2 separate regions of the Sus scrofa genome follow, and region 2 is linked to region 1. A link is a contact called in public Hi-C data. All regions are on one chromosome and are shown on one strand. The core of a region is the stretch at or near the end of the contact, and the rest is flanking DNA. Distances in the headings are between cores, read along the strand shown. Region 1 holds the start of LOC110260072 (bcl-2-binding component 3-like). Region 2 overlaps RNF216 (E3 ubiquitin-protein ligase RNF216).

The links. Hi-C and Micro-C count contacts between places; a contact is called where the count stands out from the background.
Region 2: a contact with region 1 is called in a Hi-C map of skeletal muscle, with 2.5 times the contacts expected there. A contact is called at or near these places in 4 of 47 Hi-C or Micro-C datasets (embryonic fibroblasts, liver and skeletal muscle) and 2 of 2 datasets of targeted methods (alveolar macrophages and skeletal muscle).

Annotation. Positions count from the first base shown.
Region 1 is chr3:3,997,998-4,005,198 of Sscrofa11.1, reverse strand. It overlaps LOC110260072 (bcl-2-binding component 3-like), which reads left to right and starts at 5,791. Exons shown (of 7, transcript XM_021087964.1): 1 at 5,791-5,869; 2 at 6,244-6,353. The coding sequence starts at 5,791.
Region 2 is chr3:4,195,347-4,201,989 of Sscrofa11.1, reverse strand. All of the region lies in intron 13 of RNF216 (E3 ubiquitin-protein ligase RNF216), which reads left to right. Among named protein-coding and RNA genes, the nearest start is that of FSCN1, 64 kb to the right of the region's middle.

The DNA of each region.
Region 1 (7,201 bases), core at 4,542-7,041:
GTTGAGAGACAGAAACAGAACAAGGGGGAGGGGGAGAGGAAGGCCGGGAGCGGTTGGAGAAGCCTCGAGGTTTGTGGCCAATGCAAAGCCCAGTGGTGAAGTTCTGCCTCTCGGGCAAGGCTGTGTGGTAAATGTCATCCATCCGTCATTCTCAGGTCTGATTAGACCTTGCCCTCCGAGAAGCGTGTGATGGGTAGAGAGCGCATGTGTCGTCTGTTTTCTGTCCCGCATTACCATTGCTCCTGATAAAACCGAGAGAAGAAAAAGGGGCATTGTCTCTTTCTTGCTGCACGTGTGAGGCTGGCCATATCCTACCACATAGAGAAAACCGATTTTTGTAGGAGAGAATGGGGCCAATGGAAAAGGAATTAAAAGTGTGTGGGGGGGTACAAGAGCGAGGGGTGGTGTGTGCCCTTGATCCATCCATACCTGAAGGCATTACACTTCAGGGCTTCCTAGTTGTGGGACCCAGGATTTTTTTTTTATTTAAGACAGTGAAGGTACCAACCCCGTAAAACACCTCTTTTTGGCTTTAGGTTGAGGCTCTGCATGGTCTGGCTGCTCCCACTTTCTCCTTGGCAGTGCTCACCCCACTTAAGAGCTCTGTTAACTAACTGTCCCGCTCCGGGACTGTAAGCGCCATGAAGACAGGACTGGCGTATTTTGTTTACCACTTTATTGTCGGGGCCAAGCACAGAGCCTGACTGGCAAGTATTTGTTCGGCAAACACAAGTGGATAAATGCAAAAGGAAGGATAGAGGTTTTGGCACTGAAAATCCTTTGTGCAGTGATCTCTTTTGGCCTATGATGGCCTCATGTATCAAGCTGCTGAGATGTTGGGCATTTTCGTCACTGCAGCATAACCTAGCCCATTCTGATTGATAAACCAGCTTCCGGAGACGAGTGGTCCTGACCCCTGGGGCTCTGCTGGCTGGGCTGCCCTGAGTCACCCCGTCCAGATACTCTCCCGCTTCTGCTCATGTGTGCTTCCTGCTGGCACCTACACTGGGATGGTGCAGGAGTTTGCTCAGGCTGCGATAACAGCGGGTCAGACGGGGTGGCTCAAACAGACAAGTGTCATCTCTCAGTTTGAAGGGTTGGAAGCCCCAGTGGAGAGGAGGCCAGAGTTGGTTCCTCCTGAGGGCCGTGCAGGAGGACGTGTTCCAGGCCGCTGCCTCTGTGGCCCACTTCTCGGATGCCAGTCTGGTTGGATGAGGGCCCCCCCCCCACTCCACCGGGACCTCATGGGAACGAATTACAGCTCCAAGACCGCACTTCCTCATCAGGCTCCATGTCGAGGTACTGGGGGGTCAGGACTTGAGCACAGTAATTTTGGGGGGAATTCAACACACAGTGGCCTCTCAGAGGAAGAGTCAAGTGAGCAGGGCTGGACAGGGGAGAGAGAAGCCACCAATTTCCAGCAGAAGGAACGGTATAAGCAGGCCTTTCTGGCAGGGGTGGCTCTAGAAGGTTCTTGAGACTCCCTGTGGCCCAAGAAAGTATGTGAGTGCGTGGGGGGGCTGCTTCCTGCTTCTCTCCAAGGTGGAGAGAGACCTGCAGAGAGAGTGGAGGGCCGCAGGAAGGGGGGCCTGGCAGGTTTGATCTTTGTGGGTTTGTTTTTGACTTGATGCTGACTCTGGAAACGGATTGATGTGGGGGTGGGGGCCAGAGAGAGGCAAGAAGGAGAGGGAAGCTTTCAAAGCTGTAGCCATGGGAAATGTTTTTATTTTCTGCTTGAAAGAAAATGCCAAAGCAGGATCTTAAAAGAAAAAAGTGGGGGGGAAGGGGTGCAGAGTGAGCGAGGCGTGTGAGAATGGGGGTGGGGAGACATCCTGGGAGCCTGGGGGGGGGGTGTGGGTGGGCAGGAGGGAGGCCTGGGAAGAAGGGTGAGGCCCTGTTGTCCCTCCCTGAAGATGACACCTTGGGCCACAGAGCACCAGTGGGGAGCACGGAGGATGGAGGGCTGGGCAGAAACCTGTCTGGCTTGCTTACTGTCACCCAGCCTGGGTGACCTAGGGCCCCCAGGGACCCTTTGGACCCAGTGTGTCCGCAGCAGGGCACAGACGTGTGGCACACAATGCGTATGCAAGAAGCAGAAAGAACACCCGGAGACTGGGGTGTGTGTGTTGTCGGAAACCAGGAGCCTCAGAGGGTGATGGAGCGTAGGCTCGTCCAGGTGTGTGTGAGCCGAGCGCCGTCCGTCTGTCTGTCCGTCTGGAACTCTGACCGCACGCTCCGCCCTCCCAGCTGGAAAGGCGGGCCAGGCTCCCTAGGACATCGTGACCTCACCCTGCCCCTACCAGGCCCAGGCCACATGGACTCCCATTAACCCCTGACCCCTGTTGCTGCCCCTCCAGACTAGGGCAGGAGAGGGCCCCTGGAGAAGGGGGACAGGGGCCGGAAAGGGGGTGGCACAGGCTGGATTACCTTCTCTGAGCTAGTCTTGGTCAGGGATCCCAGGGGTGCTGGCGGGGCTGCATGAGCCCACTGTTGCTTTTTTCTGCATCTCTGCTTTCTCCTCGGTTAAATGGGCGTGACAGTACCTAGGGCTGCCCGAGCCTGCCCAAACCAAGGGGGGGGGGTGGCGGCGGGGGGTTTGCATCAACAGGAATTTGCAGACTGAAAGAGAGGGAGCTGGCTGTGGGAGGGGGTGGGGCAGGCTGGATGTGCAGGGGCCCGTGGGTCGTCGGGGCAGTGGGAAGGGGCGGAGGTGCCTCTGGGGGCCAGGCTGGCAGTGGAATTTGCTCCAGAACTCTCAGCATGCATGGGCTTGTCAGGCAGGGGTTCAGAGGCCCAAACAAAGCTGGGAACCAGCAGCAGCAGCAGCAGCAGCAGCAGAAGGGGACCTCTGGGCGACCCCCCTGCCTCCCGGGGCGCTGACTCCCCCCACCGAGGTACAGGGCCCCTCCCCCTGCAGGCACACCCCTCCTCCAACACACGTGCTGCCAAGCCCTCCATTAGTCACCCTGGCACTGACATACATAAATCCCATTAGTCACAGCCGCACAAACTCGCTTGCAAACACACCCAGGCGCACCCAGACAAAGACGGCCCTCAAAGAAGCCTTGCTTGTCCCCCGTGTCTCTTCCCCAGTGCCTAGAATAGTGTGGGGACACTCGGGGCTCAGCGAACACGCGCTCCGCTTCCCCCAAAGCAACCCTCTCCCCCAGCAACACCCCCTACAACTGGGCACTGCCAGCCCCCCCCAGGAACCACCGCCACCCCATCCCCTCTGGGTACACAGGTACCGAGATAAACGCCCACGACTGCCCTTGGCCAATCCCTCTTCCGCTGCTCTCGGGAGGGGGGCACTGCTGGCATTGTGGCCCCCTCCCCAGGCCTGTCCTCTGCCGGGTCTAGCAGGAAATCCATTCCCTAAGGTCAGCGAAGCTCCTGGGCAGGCGGCCCCCGTGCTGATTTATTGGCAGTTTATTTGGAGAAACTCTATCGCTCTTGGATTCCGGGCGGGGGAGTGGGGGGGATAAGCTCACGGTGGACTTTAACCTTGGGCTGAAACCGCAGCGCTTTGTTTTCGGAGGCGCTTCCTGGGGCGCCGCGGGGCCGGGCTCGGGGGGAGGCACGGCCGGAATGCGGCTGGGCAGCCTCTCCACTCCCAGGCTGCGTTCCCGCCGCCAAGGGGAGTGCTCAGATTCTCCGCCTGGGTCCCTCTAATTGTGCTTCTAGAAATCCGAGGAAGGAGCCACAGCTCGGCAGAGAGTTTCCGAGCGAGGTTTCCAAACCCTCCGCCTCCGACATCTGCCACGTGCCCGTCCGCAGTCGTGTCACTGGCACGGTGAGGTTCTCGGGAGGCACCCAGGAGGGGTGAATGCCTACCCCTTCCGAGGTTGTCCCCACCCCAAGTCTCGAGCAGGGGCGGTTGCCCGGAGGGGACGGTCCCCATCGCGTGCACCACTCACTCGGCTGATTCAGGGCAGGCGCCAGTGTGAAGGCCTGTTCCCCTACCCCCTGGCAGAGAGACAAACAGTGCTGGGGACATTAAATGTTATTATTGCAAACGCGCCATCTCTGCTCCCCCCCCAACACCTCCGGTCTCGGATAGAAAGAATATCGCCCCAACCAAGCTGCTGCCAGTGCCAGACTGGATGGTTTGCCTATTTGCGCCAAAGTGGGTAGCTGACGAGGCACCGAACCAGGACCAGACAGCGAAAAGCCCAGCATATCCCTGGGCGGAGGAGAAGATGGGCTGGTACCCGATGGGGAACCGGATAAGCCCCTGCCTCCAGGCCAGGTGCCTGCAGACACCCAGCGTGGTCCAGCAGAAAAAGGTCCCCCTCTGCGCCTGGTGCACCACCGAGGGCTCCGAGGGCAGAACGTCACCCCGGAATTACAGCTGGGTCTGCAGAGAGGGGTGGCAGGTGGAGTTCCGAGTTGCCGTTCTGACGCTGACCCTGGCGCTGCCTCTCGATGGCGCAGGCAGAGCCGGAGTTGGGCTCCAGCGGGTGGCCACCACCCATTTCAGCCTCACCTAGCCTTCCTGAGCGCGAGTGCCCGGCCCGGGTGCCCCTACCCCAGGCAGCGATCCGATGAGGCCCAGGCCGCCTCAGTCTGGTGGCCGCGGGTATGGAAGATGGTGGCACTGAGTGGGCAAGGCTTTTCCCTCTGTCTGGTGAACAGGGAAGCTTCTGGCTCGACTCCCTGTGCAGTCGTGGGGCTCCCAGGCCCTGACCAGGAGAGCAGGGCACCTGGCGCCGTCCTGGACCTGGGGTCAACCAGGAGTACCCGCGTGTGAGCAGCACTAAAGAGGGCTCCCCCTCGCCGAGATTTATGGCGGCAGCCAGCCCCCTGAGCACGGAGTGTCTCTCTCTGTCCCTTCAGAGCCAAACAGTGGAGTGGAAGACCCGACCCGGCCGGGGGGAAGAGGCCGGGGCCGGAGGCGGGGCCGAGAGCTGCCGCGATCTGCCAGGGGCGGCGGGGCGCTTGGGTCTGGGCAGAGCCTCGCGCCCTGTCCCTGCGGCTTTCTGGCGCCGCGTCCTTCGTCTTCCTGGCGAGTGGGGACCAATCTCAGCTGGACTGGCCGGACCTCGGCTCAGCGCCCAGTCGTGGCTGGGCCAGTCCGATCAAGCGGGATGGTGAGCCTGGCTTTCCCAGGCGGAGCCTCTCCGGGTTTTAGAGGCACCCGGACCAGGAGCTCCCTGGTTGCCGGACCTGGAACCTGGAAACTTGCGCGTGCAAGACCGGGGCGCTCGGCTTCCCGAGCTGGCACCCGGGGCTCCCTCCGCCGAGGGGCTGGCGGCGTGTGGGGACTCCCGTCTCCACGGGCAAAGGAGGTTTGGGTGGAGGTGGTTCGGGTGTCCTAGGCTAGGAAACGATGCTGGTTTCTTTTCTGAGGAGGGGGCGGGGGGGGGGGAGAACGGGTCCGATCGGCCAGCGCCACCAGGGTTCCCTGAGTCGGGCAGGATTGACCGAGGCGCGGGGGACTGCCGCCGCGCCAGAAAGGCGCAGCCCGGGAAAGCGGAGTCCAAGGTTGGCCTGTCCTTTGGTTGGAAAACAAAAGGGAAGAATTTGGTCAGTCAGGCCGCGTCCACGGAGCTGGAGGCCTAGGAACGAACATACAAAAAGCCTGGACCCTGGCGGCCCAGGATGGCCCAGGACCGCAGCGCTGGCTTGGGAGGCTTCTCCGGAACTGAGGTTTGGGTTGCAAGGAGGTTCCCCGCCCTTCAGCCGATTTTCCGCCCGCCAGTACAAAACACACACAGATACACACTGCGTCAACAGTCTTTTTGGCCAAGGATCCTGCCGAGTAAACACAAGGACGGGGGGAGGGGGAAGATGGCGGCGGGGCCGGGAAGACTGCGGGCCGCCGGCGGGGAGCGGCCCCGCGCCCGGCGCCCCGGCCCGCGGCTCCCGAGTGCGCGGCCACCAGGGCGGGGAGGGTGTTTCCCCAGACACCGAAGCCCGGCTAGGAGTGCCCATACGAGCGGTGGCGTCGTGGAAGGAGCCTGGGCTGCGCCCATCCCTCGGCCTGGGATCCGTCCCCCGCCCCAAGATGGCTCCCGGCCGCTGTTTACCCGGGGACCGCGGGCACCGGGACGCGCGCCGCCCGGGAGGGGGGCAACGAGCTGGGCGCCGGCAGGGCGGCTCCGCGGCGTGGCCGGCTCGCGCCCGTACACCCGCGGCAGCTCGGAGCACCGGGCGGGGCGGGGGGGCAGTGTCCGTCCTGCGAGCCCCGCTCGGCAGGCAGCCGGGAACCTGGAGCCACCACCGCCATCTCCGCGTTCCCAGGCCCGGCGCCCCGGCCGGGCTCTGGCAGGAGGGCCGCGCAGCGGCTCGCGCGGATGCAGGTGTGCGCGGGGAGGGCGGCACCAGGGGGCCGCGGCCCACAAAGGCCCGGGGTACGGGCTGGGGAGGGGGCTTCGCCTGCCCCAACCTCTGCCCTAATGAAATGCAGGCTCGGTTTGCCACGCAGACTAGGCGCACCCTTGGAAATGCAAACGCCATTTCATTGGCAAATGCAGGGCAAACAGGCAGAATTTTTATTAGCAACTAAATGATTTATGGCACACAAACCCCGCCGCCACAATTACGGCGTCTTCGTGCATCCAGGGGTGACAACATTAAACATTTATAAAAATAGGCTTTTGTTTTTTTCCACCCGACAAGCCCTTTGTATTCCCCACCCCAACTCTCTCAACACACCTATTTTTTTCCTTGAGCTATATTAAACAAAAACATTCCAGATCCCGGGGCGGGGAAAACAGAGTGGGAGATCAGGGTCTGGGGGCTGAATATTGAGCGATGGGGGTTCGGGCGTGGGAGGGTTTACTAGGAACCTACAAAGACCTCTGGCTAAGACTCAAGGACGCTCGGCGCTCACCCGCGCTGCGCCCCCGCGCTCGGCCCCTTCCCCTGCCTAGGCTTTCAGCAGCCTCGAGCAGCTCAACTGCATTTACTTTATTTTTGCAGTCACTCCCCCCTCCCCCAAGGCACACAGACACAATACCTCCTTTCTCTAACCCCCCTCTCCTCTCGGTCTTTGCTCCCGGCCGTCCCGGGGCTGCACCGGGAGCTTCCCGCCGCCCCGGCAGCCACTGAGACCGGCGCGCCCCGCTCCGCCGCGCGTTCCCCTCGGCTCCGGCTATTTTCGTTCCTTTCTTGCCTTCACACTCCTCCCTCCCCCCCCCGCGGAGCTCCAGCTTCCAAAAGAGGGCAGCCTAGAAACCAGCGCGGGAGGCTCCAGAAA
Region 2 (6,643 bases), core at 1,925-4,424, 200 kb before region 1:
CTCAGAAAGGCTCAGGACACTGGGCAGCCTACTGGGTAAGGGACGTTAATGAGCATTTATTTACTCTTGAAGAGTAGCCATGCTTGTCCTGGAGGAAAGCCACCAAGGCCAGGCGTCGCAAGGAGGCAGTGCTGGGATCTGGGCAGGGTTTCGCAAAGCACAGTCCGGAAGCCAGCTGTTAGCAGAGTGTCCCAAGAAGCTGGTCCCTGTGCAGGTTCCTGGGCCCACCAGGACCACCGCATTAGAATCTGCATCTTCTATTAGCAGCCCCAGTGATCTTTCTGGACACGGGAAATGAGTACCAGGGCAAAGAGTTTTTTCTGAATTCCTGGTCCAGAAGCTGAATTTTTTCACACTGGCCCAAACCAAATCCCCAGCCCGGCATAGTGGGTTAAGGATCCAGCATTGCTGCGGCTGTGGCATAGGTCACAGGTCCAGCTCAGATTCAATTGAAAAAGAAGAAAAATCCACTGACGTCATCGTCTTCATAACCCACTAATGGGTTGCGACCCATAGTTTAAAAAATCATAGCTCTAAGTGGTTCCACAAACTTGCGTTGTGCTGAGCGTCTTCTGTGGGCAAACCCCTTTGGGCGAGACTTAGTCACCGCCTCTGCCGTCCCCTCCTTTCCAGGCTGTGGCCACAGCAGGAAGCAGGAGAGGCCCAGAGCCCTTGTGGACGTGGGGCTCAGAGGCCTACGAGCTCTCCAGGAAAGGGGAGCCAGCAGAGGGGGTTCTTTGGGACTTAACTCACTCAAGGCCGTGAGAGAATCCTCTTTAACCTGTCTACTCCAGGACCTGCCTACGACTGTATCATTCCCTTCCCCGCCCCACATATCCCTCGCTCCTTTCAGCTTCCTGGCCTCTCCACTCCCTCCTTGCTGTTCCTGTGGCCTGGAATTCTTTCCCCAGACATCACAAAGCTTACTTTCTTATTTTTCTTATGTCTTCGCTTAAATACACCTTTTCCTAGAGGCCTTCTCCAACCACCCACTTTAAAATTATGAACCATTTCCTTCTCTACAACCCAGCACCAGCATTCTCCCTCCCTGTATTCTTCTCCTCCGCACCTGTCATCTTGTCTAACTTATGGTGACCTTTCCCTCCACCCCTAGTAACTTCGGAGAAGGTGGGAGGTTTGCATTTGTTCATTTTATCTGCTGTTCGCCAGAGCAGTAGTCAGAGTATATTAATGTCCACCTCCTGGCATTGCCCTGGATGTTGTTGATGTAGTCCAGTGGTTCTGGTAAGTGGACATTCTAGAGAAAGTCATCCATATTTGAATAATAACTACTGTAAGTGAACTGGTATTTTTGTGGTTATCCTGACAAAAGTAAAATTGAACTTATGTTTATTCCAGGGAAACATTTACTGCCCACTCTGTCTTAGAAGTCCTGGTCCCCATAGCATAGTAAAAAGCAGGCAGCTGTGGCCATGATGTAACTAACTGGCTCTCTGCCTTTCCCAGTCAGTATTTCTCAAGCATTCCTCTCCCAGGCTGCGGAAGTCTCCAGTGCCTTTATAGCTTTCTATCCCTAGGGGGCAGCATTAGCGCAGAAACCAAATTTATGAGCCGCCTATTCTGATTTGTCACCTAATCCTGTTGGATCGAAAGGAAAAGAGGGCTGGGCTTCTTTCTAATCGACAGGAGTAAGACGTTGAGATTTCTTTTTTCAAAATCTGCTTCTGTGAATAAAAAACAGTAAGGTGCGCATCCAGTGCACATATTTCTTAAAATCCCCATAATTGTGTGTGTGACACCATCAAAAAATAAGAACGGTGTAGAATCTTCTCTAAAGAAGTCCATTCCTCAGTAATGTGCCTAGCCACACCCAGATTTGAATTTCTACATTTTTTTTTTTCTTTCACGGCTGCACCTGCGGCATATGGAAGTTCCTGGGCCAGGGATCAAATCTGAGCCACAGCTGTGACCTTTGCCACAGTGGCAGCAACTCCTGATCCTTGACCCACTGCATCGGGGTGGTGGTGGTAGGGGGCTCAAACCCATGCAGCCACAGAGACAGCACCAGGTCCTCAACCCACTGCACCACAGCAGGTACTCCAGATTTCTCCATTTAGAACCCAAAGGTTTTTCTGCTTCAGAGAGATTGTTTACTCTGAAGGAAAGAGAGAAAACCCCTGCAGGGAGAGCTCAGCTTCTTGAGAGATGTGGTGTAATCCAGTAATTACAAGACATCCTTAAAAGATTAATGTTTGAATTTTGTTTGTCCTTTAAGAAATGTGGACCCAGACAGGCTGGACTTGTCTTCTTAGGGGTAGGGGAGTCAGGAGGAACCTGTGATCTGACCTCAAGTGGTAACTGACCTTCCAGAGCCCCCGGACGGGGGAAGGAGTGAATCAGGCTGACTGCAGATTTTTTGGTCCCGACCCCTCTAAACTAGAGGTTCTCACAGGCACCACAGTTTGTAAGGCCCCCTTCATCGGAAATGAAGAGAGATCAGTTTCCACATATTAACACTGTAGAAGAAAATCAGCAAAATATAAGCAGTACTGTCTCAGCACCATATGTAAGCATTCGGCCATTAGCTTATTGGTAATAACAGATCTATAAGTTTTGTGCATTAGGTTGGGGGAGGGGATTAGGGAGCAAAGAAAGGAACCCAATGAAAAAAGTGTACGCCTCTATCCTAAAGGCACAAACGCTAATGAAGTGTCCTGAAACTATCTTTTATATATATGTAACTTACTCTTCTCATTATATTTTTGTATAATTATAAATACGAAGATTTGATAGGGAGAAGCTGATGTTCTTTTGGGAAAGGGGGGTCACTTTACTTCGAGGCTCCACAAGCCCTCTTCCCGTGTAAAATGCAGACGTCCCAGGAGTCGGGGTGGGGCTGAAACTCTCTGTATGGAGAGGAATGTGCTTTTTCTTGCCAGCCTTCATCTCTCTGCAGTTTCTCGTACATGCAGCCCTTGTGTGTGTCAGGCCCTAGAAATCCAGCGATACCTGAGACATAGTGCGAAAGATTGTAACCTCTTCTCAATCAGGACTGACTTACTCACCAGTGTGTCCGCATGTGGCGCAAAACAGACGCTCAAAGGAGAGCATTTTTTGAATAGATGAATTGAACCCTCCATTCCAAGTCTGTAGCCATCAGCAGGCGTAGTGCCTGCAAGGAGTGCTTGGCTCCTTGGAGAGGTGATGTCATCCGATAATTACGAGACACTATTAAAAGCGCTGGAATGGAATCGCAGCCAAGTGCTCTAGGAGTCCAGGGAAGGAGTGCCAGCTTTGGCCCGGGTCATTCAGGTTTCCCAGAGCCCCCAGTATTTGAAATGAGAGCTGATGAGGAGGTGTTGCCAGCAGCGAGGGGACGTCCAGCAGAGCTTTGTGAGGTTGAGGGTGTCGGACATGCAGCACCGGCAGGAGGCCAACCCCGCTGGCCCTGAGTGCCGGCTTGGGACTGGCTGGGAGGCCTGGGACAGCCGCTTCTCTGAGCTTCTCTCCTGCTCCATCCTGCTCCCACTGCTCTACCAGATACCCTTCAGCTCTGCAGGGGCCGTCCCTCCCGCAGGCCCCCCCGCCCCGTCCTCTCACCACGCTTCACTTCCCCTGGCTGCTGCCTGTCTTCCCAGAGCACATTCCTATTCGGTGGTCCAGCCACTCCCACCCGCCCAAAATGTAGACTCTAGGAGGGCGGGGACTTCACTGGTTCACTGACCCTTTGCAGAGAATAGTGCCTGGTGGGCATGGCGGGCTCCTAGGAGGTGTTTGTTGAAGGAGGAAATTGAGGGTGTTAGCATTCCCTTCAGCGCAGCACTCAGCACTCGTCTCCGCTACCGGTATCCGTCTCTGCAGCAGAACTGGGACCTGGAGCGGAGGTGATGCCGGCCATGATCTCACATACTGTCACCAGCAGGTCTTCATGCATCATAGTCCCAGCCGCCTTTGGGGAGTTAGTGGCAAGTATTTACAAGGCAAAGCCCATGGGCTGGTTGAAGGACCCAGGACTGATCCTTGGTTCTGGTGTGGAAGGCTCACACTTGTACATCTAATGGGAACCTAAAAACGCACTTCTTGGAGTTCCCTGGTAGCCTAGCGGTTAAGAATACAGCATTGTCACTGCTGTGTCTCGGGTCACTGCCGTGGCATAGCTTCAGTCCCTGGCCCGGGAACTCCTACATGCCATGGGCACAGCTTAAAAAAAATTGAAAAATAAAAACACACTTCTTGAGTGTGGCTCAGCAGTTAACAAAGCCAACTAGGATCCATGAGGATGCAGGTTCGATCCCTGGCCTCGCTCAGTGGTTTAAGGATTCGTCGTTGCCGTGAGCTGTGGTGTAGGTTGCAGGCACAGCTCAGATCCTGTGTTGCTGTGGTGTAGGCGTAGGTGGGCAGCTGTAGCTCTGATTTGACCCCTAACCTAGGAACTTCCATATGCCATGGGTGCGGCCCTAAGAAGCAAAAAAAACAAAAACAAAAACAACACTTCTTCAGTGCCCCACCAGACATACAGCTGGCTGAAAGCGGCAGGAGCAGCTACTTCCTCAGGTGTCTCCAAAGACTGCTCTTTGACTGGCGGGTTCCTATCATTATCATTAAGCAGCGATGTCCTCAGGTTTAAACCTAGGCCATCCTGCCCCTGACTGGGCCGCTGCCAGCTCTGCAGGAAGCATGGGGAAGCAGGCATCCTGCACAGCTGCAGCTGGGCGTCCACGACTTTGATAACCCTGACGTCGGTTCTGTGCAGCCCTGCTCATCTTTTTTCTCTGCTCTCTTTACACAAGATGCCCATTGTAACCTCAGGGCTTGTCTCAGACCCTGTGCCCTCGGGTTTCCAGTAAACAAGGACCTGTTGGTGCTGGCACACACCATGCTGGCGAGCAGTGAGAAGAGGGTGGAAAGTGCAAATGGCTCTGAGCAGACTTGAGTTCATAGCTCTGTGATTTTAAACAAGTTAATTTGCCTCTCTGAGCCTTCCTTTTCTCATTTACTTAAAAAAAAAAAAAAATGGGGCGAGTGGCCAGTACTTCCCTCGTGGGATTGCTGTGTGAAGGCTGAGTGAACTGTGTGTGTAAGACAGCACCTGTACCGAAAGATGCACAGGTCTGGAACCGTGGGCCAGTTTTGCAGGGTCTAGGGGGGTGTCTGAGTTCAAGACCCTTGTTGAAGATGCTCCCTTACATAAAATAGATAAGCAACAAGGATTTACTGTATAGTATAGGGAATTATATCCAGTATCTTGTAATAATCTCTAATGGGACATAATCTGCAGCAACAACAACAAAAATCCCAAAACACCTGAGTCACCATGCTGTACACCTGACACTAATGCAGGATTGTAAATCAGCTCTACTCCAACAACAATGAACTTTAAGAAAAGATGCTCCTACCACGTACATGACAGTTCAATGGGAAACTCGTCTAAAGAGCCCAAACTGGGAAAACGATCTCCCTCTAAAAATAACAATGAAACTTCTTTCTGAAGCCACATGTGAGACATGGTCCTCTTGCTTCTAACAAGAAGACAGGCATGTTGCCATTTGCAGGCACAGGTCAGCCTCACCTCTTTGAGGCCCAGCATTGGCGCCACTTGCTTTCGGAAGGAGGTTGGGGCCTCCCTTGCAGAGAGCCGTGAGGGAAGTCGGGCCCAGAATTGAATCCACTCAAGGGCTTCATGCCGCAGAAGCTATTTACTTGGCCCCAGTTCAGTGAGGGTCACTGCAAGTCCTGCACCCTAGGCAAGCCATCCTCCTCCGCGAGCAGCCAGCATGATCTTTGGAGAGAGTGAGTCAGTCCGCTGCATTTCCCACCCTTTTAGACTGGCTTTCCACACGCCTCCTTCCAGCCTCAGCGCCTTGACCACTGTCCACTCTCAGCCCTCCCCTTGGGCTCCCGCCAATACCAACTTCCTCACTGCTCTCTCCCGTGCCAGAACCTTCTCACATCCTCTTCCTTCTGCCCAAAACACCCTTCCCCCATATCTGGCTAACGTTGCTCATCCCTCAGGGCTCAGCTTCAACTTCACAGCCTCAAAAAAGTCTTTCCTGATCCCTGGGCGGTTTTACAGAACTCAGTGCTTTGCCGCCGAAATGTTCCTGTCAATGGTAGCTATATCTCCTACTTGTTAAATATCTGTTTTCTTCACCAGAACATAAACTCCAAGAAACTAGACATTGAGTCTAACTTGCTTCTTGCTGTATCCTTAGTATCTCATTCAGCCCTCAGCAAATGATAGAAATTCAGCAAATGTATGAGTGAATAAATAAGCTCTTCTGAAATTAAACTTATGTTCTCACCTCTGCCGCCCACCCTCATTCAAATCTGCACCTCCTCCTGTATCACATGATCCGAGTCCATGATTCCCCCAACCCAGCCCCGTAGACTCCCCACTGCCGCTTAACTGTCTTCCTGCCTCTAGTCTCAGCCTCTTCAGTCCATCAGACGATTTGGAAACACGAGCCCAGGCAGGTAGCTGCCCCGTCCACATCCCTTCCGTGAGGTTCTCGTGGCTAGAGTAGTAGATGCACAGCTTTATGATAGCTCTCTGTGTGGAACAAGAACATGTACAGCAGTTCCCATTATGGCCCAGCAGTAATGAACCCTACTAGTATCTGTGAGGACGCAAGTTTGAGCCCTGGTCTCGCTCAGTGGGTTAAGGATCCGGCATTGCCGTGAG